2 separate regions of the Zea mays genome follow, and region 2 is linked to region 1. Evidence: chromatin contacts called from public Hi-C data. All regions are on one chromosome and are shown on one strand. The core of a region is the stretch at or near the end of the contact, and the rest is flanking DNA. Distances in the headings are between cores, read along the strand shown.

Region 1 (3,720 bases), core at 250-2,749:
ATGTATGTACAAAACATGTCCGAGAGCAACTCAAAGTCAAAATCAAACTCTCGATCGCACTAGGAACCTCTCTACACTGAAACAAGCGTTTTCTTTTTCATTTTTGTTCCCATTCCAGCGATCTCCTGGGCCATCGCCGCCCGGCTACTTGATCCTGGGCGCCGGCGCGGTGGACGGGGGCGCAAAGAACCCGACGGCGCGGCACTTGACGTCCAGCCCAGCACCGCCGGGCATCGGCATTGCCCCGACGGCCGCCGGCGAGGTGGCGGTGGAGCGCTTGTAGGGGCCGAGCCACTTGGCGAGCATGTAGCGCGTCTTGCGCCAGGGCGGGACGTGGAGGCCGTGGGCGCGGAGCGAGCGGCGCGCGGCGTCGGACGCGACGCGCACGGCGTGGCCGACGGCCTCCTCCCGCGCGACCACCGCGGGCGCCGGCACCGCGGCGACGACGGCCGCGTACTCGGGCGTGGCGCGGGCCACCTCCAGCCCCGCGCGGAAGTCGGCGTCCACAATGTACCTGGCCCGCTGCCGCGCGCCCGGGCCGACGGGCGCGGGCGCGACCACGTCCACGTACTCGTACGCCCCGGCCGTGATGCCGCCGGACGCCTCCCACCGCGACCGGCACACGCCGGCGTCGTACCCGGCGCCGCGCAGCCTCCACGCCACGGCGCGCCGGAACGCCGCCCCGTGCGCCCGGAGTGCCGCCTCGGCCTCCGCGGCGGCCGCCACCGCTGCGGCCAGCCTGATCCGGAACACGTCCTCCTCGGCCGGCGGGTCGAGCAGGGCCCTCACGGACGCCACGGCGGCGGCCGCCCGCCCGGGCCCGTCCTCCTCGTCGGAGTCGCACTCCTTGGGGGCTGGGCCCGGCCCGCCTGCCTCGGCCGCGCTGGCGCCCGTCTCGAGGAACGCCTGGACGAGCCCGGAGAGGCAGGCGGACGCGTCGTGGTCGCTGCCGCTGCTGGTGCACCCCGCGGCGGCGTCCCCGCGGAGGCGCGCGCGCACGGCGTCGTCGAGGCGGATGTACACGGCCATGTCGCCCGCCAAGTGGTGCCGTGAGCCCGTGACCGTGAGCTGATGTGAGCCTGCGACGGTGCGGAGGAGAGGGGGAGGCGGGCGCCCGAGTTTTATAGGGTGGTTGGCTCGGCGACGGGCGCCCAACGGGAGGAGGGGTTTATTCCCTGGATTAACCGCGGCATCAGGCCAGGCGCCCCCCCGCCGCCAACCGGCGACACTATTATTGTTTGAGAAAACGGATTAGCGAGCGGAGAGCCCTGGAATATGCTCTCCCCCCCTCTCCTTGTGATGGCGCTAAACATAGAACCTTCTGGCTAATTCTGTCATGCCGCGCTGGGATTGGTAGCCATTCCGGGGACCCAGTGGCTGGCACGCTACACAGCGTCTAGATTCTTGTTACCGTGTGCACTGCCTTTTCTTTTGTTCTTTGGTATACATGTTTCTGGTACATCGCTAAGTGATTGTAGCCCATAACGCCGCGTATTTTAGCGTCAAGGGGGACGGTAAAAAAAACAACAACGAACACTATTTAAGTACGTGTGCTGCTCTGCCCTTAGCATTGTATACAGTGTTTAGAAGCGACCCTTTGGCCTCCAAAAGGATCAAGACGCAGCATATTCGCAGCCCTTACGGGGAATAAACGAAGGGGCCCGATCGTGTAGATGGGGCAAGTTTCTCGATCAAAAAAACCGGTGAGTGACTAGGCACCCAGACCGATAAGCATCGTCACGTCCGTATGCTGAGACTCGACGGAGGTGACGGAAAAAGTCCCACATGGTCACGAATGGATTGGGTGGCCCGGCGAGGGGGACTGGGGGACACGTCACACACTGTGGACACAGTGACAGCGCGGCCGGATATGCCACTCGCCCGTTCGAGGAGGCTAGTAGCACTACCTACTGCGTGTCTGCGTTGCGTGGCGGGGTCTGCGGATATGCGGCGGCATCCCGGCCTTTATCCTCTGTCACGCGGGCCTGGGCGAGGCGGGCGCGATTGGGCCAGGTCAGCGCGAGCCAGGTGCCGCCGATAGGGAAGACCGGAAGAGGGAGCCCGCACGAGCCTGCCTGGCCCTTGGCGTTGCCGTGGGGGCGCCCGCGCGGCGTCGCTACTAGCCGTGCGCCCGTGCTGGAGCTGGTGCCGCCGATAGGAACCTTCTCTTTCGTTCTGGCTGCGTGGTTGAGAATTCTCGTTCACGTTTTCCTAGGAGGCCTTCTCGTGCACGTTTTTTTTCCTAGGAGGGCTGTTGGCTGACGTTGTGAGTACGGGAGATGCTTGAGGAGTTCGTGTATATACTTGATGAAGAAAGATCTATGTGGTGTGTTAGCGCCGTTGGAGATGCATCGACTTTACGAGCAATTCACGGTCCGGAAATATCTGTAGGTCTTTGCGCAGGCATGTTACCCCGTTCCGAAATCTCGACGTGGACAGGGACGACCTGTACTTGTACGGGTAGGTCTCTAGTGCGCAACACAGTTCACCGGCGAGAACCTGTCGGTGAGGGAGAAATCGACGAAGCTCTGCAGCACTCGCGCTAGCTACCGTTAGATTAGATGCGAAGCACAGGTGTCAGTATGGCTAATATCCATCCCAATCGGTGTACTAGTGTGTAGTGAACTAGTGATAATTCGACGATTTGCCAGCAGCCAGGATGAGGTGCGCGCGACGGGCAACGTGACCATGTATCCTTTGATTCCTTTCCAACGGCCGTAACCCACCACACCGAACAGGGTGTCGGGGGGTCGATCCCGCAGCGAGCCTCGCTGGTGGGCCACGAAACAAGGCCGCCGGTTGCGATGACTCTCTCGCCCAGCCCACCACGACCCAGGTCTGGTCCATGCCGCCGAGTTTTAACCGTCCACGTGCTTGTGCTGGTTGGCGGTTACCGTGGGCTTCGGGACGAGGAACGTATCATCCTATGCACACATCGTTATGCATATTATATATATATATATATATATATATATATATATATATATATATATATATATATATATATGAAATCAATTTAAAGTATTTTTGTTCAATTGTTTATGGCTGACATATTTTTATGAAAATCACCTTCCACACTCTACTCCCCCCATGTTCAATAGATGCAGGCATACACATACAGCGCTTTGCTGCAACTGCAAGGTTGATCAAGGGGCCGGGCCGGGGGTCATCATCAGTCGGATAGGAGTAGCTTTGTTGATCGATTAACTATTTTGAAATTAGAGAGGCGATCACCAAGCGAGCTAGAGAGAAAAAAAAATCATATATAACGTCATGACCATAACTTTGTTATAAACAGATAGGTATATATAGATAGACTAGGTATTTGCCCGTGCGTTGCCACGGAAGCTAAAATTAGTATAAAACATAAATATATAATGACAAACGTCATGATAAGCAAAATCCATAACAAAATATTACCAGAACAATAATATTATATTGACGATATAAACATGTAATGTTATAAATCTTCCGACTCAAATAGAATAAACAAATGTAGAGAAAACATTATAATATCACACAAATTATTTTTAAAGAACTAATATAGAAATCGACCTCTAGAGGCCCTTTTGCTAGGGACGATTCTTATCAGCTAGACCATTGATTATGTCAGGTTTCTTCTTAGGCGCGAACAGATATCTCAAAAAACGCTCTGTATGAACATCAAGCATAGAACTCCAAAAATTTGAACGGTCATGTGGGATAAAATCACCAGCAACC
Region 2 (3,497 bases), core at 842-3,341, 220 kb before region 1:
GTCAGTACCGACCTCCGACTGCGCCACGTCAGCGGTCGAGACCATCCCGCTGGAACCGCCTAGGTCGCAGGCACGGGGACACCTGCTGCATCGAGGGAGGCAGGAGGCTACGCACAGAGTGGTGCCCGGCCTAGAAAGGGCCGCTGGGCCGGTGGTCTCGTGAATCGTGACACAATTTTAACTGGGATCTAACGGAATGACAGCAACTAAAACTTTGTATAATAGCAGCGAAGAAAAAAAAGTTAGATAATTTTTAGGAAAGCACTGTAATTTTTGGTAGCATCGAAGGAATTGATCTGTTTTTTTTTTACCATCCGGCCGAATGCTTCCATTGCTGCCAAATACAACTGGTGTGTGCCCAGCACCAGCAGCGCATCATGCGTCGTGACTCGTGAGACACCCGTGCCTATAGGTTGGTTACCACTCAAAAATAGTTTGACCACATTTTTGACTCGGCTACGGCCTCGTGAGTCGTGACCAGTGGTCCGAGACTGAAGCCTGCCCAGTGCTCAGCTCACATCCATCCACCCACAACATGGCGATATCCTCCACCCAAAAGGGAGCTTGTTCCATTAGCGCTCAATAATTCATAGCAAGTCAAAACCCATTAGATCTAGATAGATCAGAAATAACCAAACAAGATCTAAAGGCTTATTCGGTTCGCTCTAATCTATATAGATTAAGTGGGTTTAAATATCAAGCAAGTCAATTTTTTTATTTTTTTCCAATCCTAATCAATACATATGTAATGAGAATAATCGAACAAGTTGTAAAATATAGAGCAAAAATACCACTGTGGCAGATCCAGAGATTCCAACAACTAATGTCCACGAGACATCACCAGACCGTGGATGGTACGGCTCCGAATATGAAATCCAGAATCCAGATGCAGCAGGCCATGCCTTTGGAGGTCACATGAGGAGACGGACATCGTTGTGGACTGGGCAAGAGCTTGGCCATGCAGAGATGCAGGATCCAGAGCTTGCTCTGGCATTGCCTGGTCACGTACCATTACAGGCTCTGAACAGAGTTTCTCTCTTTATTTGTTGGTTCATTGCCTTCTCTCTCTCTCCAACCACCTTCTCTTGCTAAATAAGAAAAAAGATGTACTTCCTCGGTCTCAAAATATAAAGCGTATATATGATTCAGGATGCACGAGAAGAGGGTATTTTGGGGAGGGCGCAAATGCACAGATCCGGAGCGTGTTTTCGGGCGAAGCGGAGCGGGAGCAACATCTTCGACACCGTTTAGGCCTTGTTCGGTTACATGGGATAAAATCCTACCATGGATTTAATCCGTTTATGGATTGGGTGAATCCATACCTCACACCCAATCCTATGGTGGGATTAAATCCATCAACTAATCCATATATCTCTCAAAGCTAGTTATTCTTTTGATCCATAGATTCTAATGTAAACTTGTGCAATATCTTTATGGATTTATTCCATACCTAATGAGCTATGGATAGAATTCATGTCTTTCATTGTTAAAAAAAAATCACAAACCCTTGGGTTATATTCCATGATGGGTTTAACCGAATAAAAAAATTTAAGTAGTCTTGGATTATTTTGGGGCATGGATTGTGACATGGATTTAATTCCAATCCATGCTAATCCAGAGCTGGATTGGTGTAAACGAACAAAGCCTTAGTAAGTGACGCTGTGAAAAAACTGCTCCTGGAGCTGGTCCAAAAGCGACACCAAACGGGTTAACTTCGCTGATTTCTCTTTCAGGGTTTGAGTGAAGATTTGGAGTTGATTTCTATTCATTTTTTGTCCTGGGAAGAGCCATGTCAACTGTCTTCCTTTCCTGCTGTGCAACACTGAAACACCAAACGCCCAAGCTTTGTATTCGGATCTTGTGCCCGTTAACTTCGATTGTCCTGTAAAAAAAAATTCTTACGTTCAAAATGGGATACAGGAAACAAAAACGCAGAAAGGAACACCTATAACAGACAAAGTGACGCTATGGTAATAATTGAAGCAATGCCCCCCGCAGCTAAGTTTCAGACGCATCTGTTATCCCGTGCGTTCGTGCATACGAGAGGGTGGAGCCACCTGGTGCTGGTGGTCTCCGCAGTCCCCACTGCTCCCCCTCCATACTAGTGTCTCTGCATGGTATGGCACAGGGATATGCATATGCAAGGCATGAGCAGAGTCACAGAGCTGCCACACACAAGCCATTGCACCTGTCTCCCAGTTTATATAACCTCTAACACTTGCTTCCTTATGCTGTTTCTCTGAATCCAAATAAAGCACCATCCCCCCCATTTTCTATCCATTGCTCACTTGAACTAGAGGGATGGCTAATGGTTGCTCCACGACTACCACAAGCTCCCTGCTCCTCTTCTTCCTTCTCTCTTACTTGCTCATCGGTCATGCTCTCTGCAGCCAAGGCCACAATGGCAGAACATCAGGTTCTTCCCTTCCTTGTACAAACACCGAGTTGTTTATTTCCTTTCTTTTTCTTGCATGGGACGAGCCGCTTCTTTCTTTTAGCATTTGCTTCCTGTTCACTTCCACTGATTATTTGCTCATTTCAATCTAATTTGTGGTGAAGGTGCTGATTATGTGGTGCAATATCTCCACCAGGAATTACCTGGTAAACATATAGTTTTGCAGGAGACCGTCAAGGTACCCATCTCTCTTTCAGATGTAGCGATGTAGCGTTCTTCAGGGTTCTAAGTTTCAAAGGCTTGCAGTACCTTTTTATTCTTTTACACATGTATTATGACAGGAAAACTTTGGAAGGACAAAATGTCAACCACTTGCCTCCAACATCCATCACTCCTCTAGTATTACTGGAAAAAAACTTTAGAATTGAAACAAGGAATGAAACTAAAGTTTTTTTTCTAAAAAAAAGTGGAATACAACCTTGCAATAGATTAACCCACAAATTGCTCAGTGACCTTAAAGCAAGTATAGTTAGCGTGATATTTTCACATGCCTTGTTATTAGGGTCTAAACAAAGGCATATTGCCAAAGTATGCACGGAGAATGTTGATCGGCTCAATTGCGCCAATATGCACATACAACGAGTGCAGAGGGTGTCGATTCAAGTGTACTGCTGAGCAAGTCCCAGTGGATGCAAATGACCCCATGAACAGTGCTTACCACTACAAGTGTGTTTGCCACAGGTGATCTTCAATGAGTAGGAGGAGCTTCTATGTTATTGTGTGTCCTGGAGAATAGTAGTATTTTCGCCCGTTTTTGGTTCTCCCTCTCCTTTTCTTTCTATTCTTTGTTTTCTCTGTTGAAAAAGGCTTCTTTGTCTCATTTCTATTTTACAAGAGGTTAGCTAGTAGAGGACTGGAGTCTGGAGGAGCATTTTGTACTTTAAAATGCCTAGCTCAGGTTATGGACTAGTAATTTTGTTAGTATAAATGGTTACCAATTTTGACATCTGAAAGTATGAATGGCCAGCCAATTCAAGTGCATAAATAGTACGGTTGACCTATGGCGACAATGCATCAAGTCTATGAAGTATGAACAAACCTC

What was found. A called contact is a pair of places that touch in the nucleus more often than the background predicts.
Region 2: a Hi-C map of tassel shows a contact between it and region 1, with 4 times the contacts expected there. The contact joins the promoter of LOC103650856 here to the promoter of LOC103650854 in region 1. A contact is called at or near these places in 2 of 25 Hi-C or Micro-C datasets (ear and tassel).

What each region holds. Positions count from the first base shown.
Region 1 is chr3:164,278,108-164,281,827 of Zm-B73-REFERENCE-NAM-5.0, reverse strand. It overlaps LOC103650854 (DUF506 family protein), which reads right to left and starts at 1,499. Exons shown (of 1, transcript XM_008676449.4): 1 at 1-1,499. The coding sequence starts at 1,029. The coding sequence ends at 145.
Region 2 is chr3:164,500,203-164,503,699 of Zm-B73-REFERENCE-NAM-5.0, reverse strand. It overlaps LOC103650856 (EPIDERMAL PATTERNING FACTOR-like protein 9), which reads left to right and starts at 2,091. Exons shown (of 3, transcript XM_008676450.4): 1 at 2,091-2,416; 2 at 2,560-2,633; 3 at 2,958-3,440. The coding sequence starts at 2,302. The coding sequence ends at 3,140. It also overlaps a transcript of LOC100193045 not described here.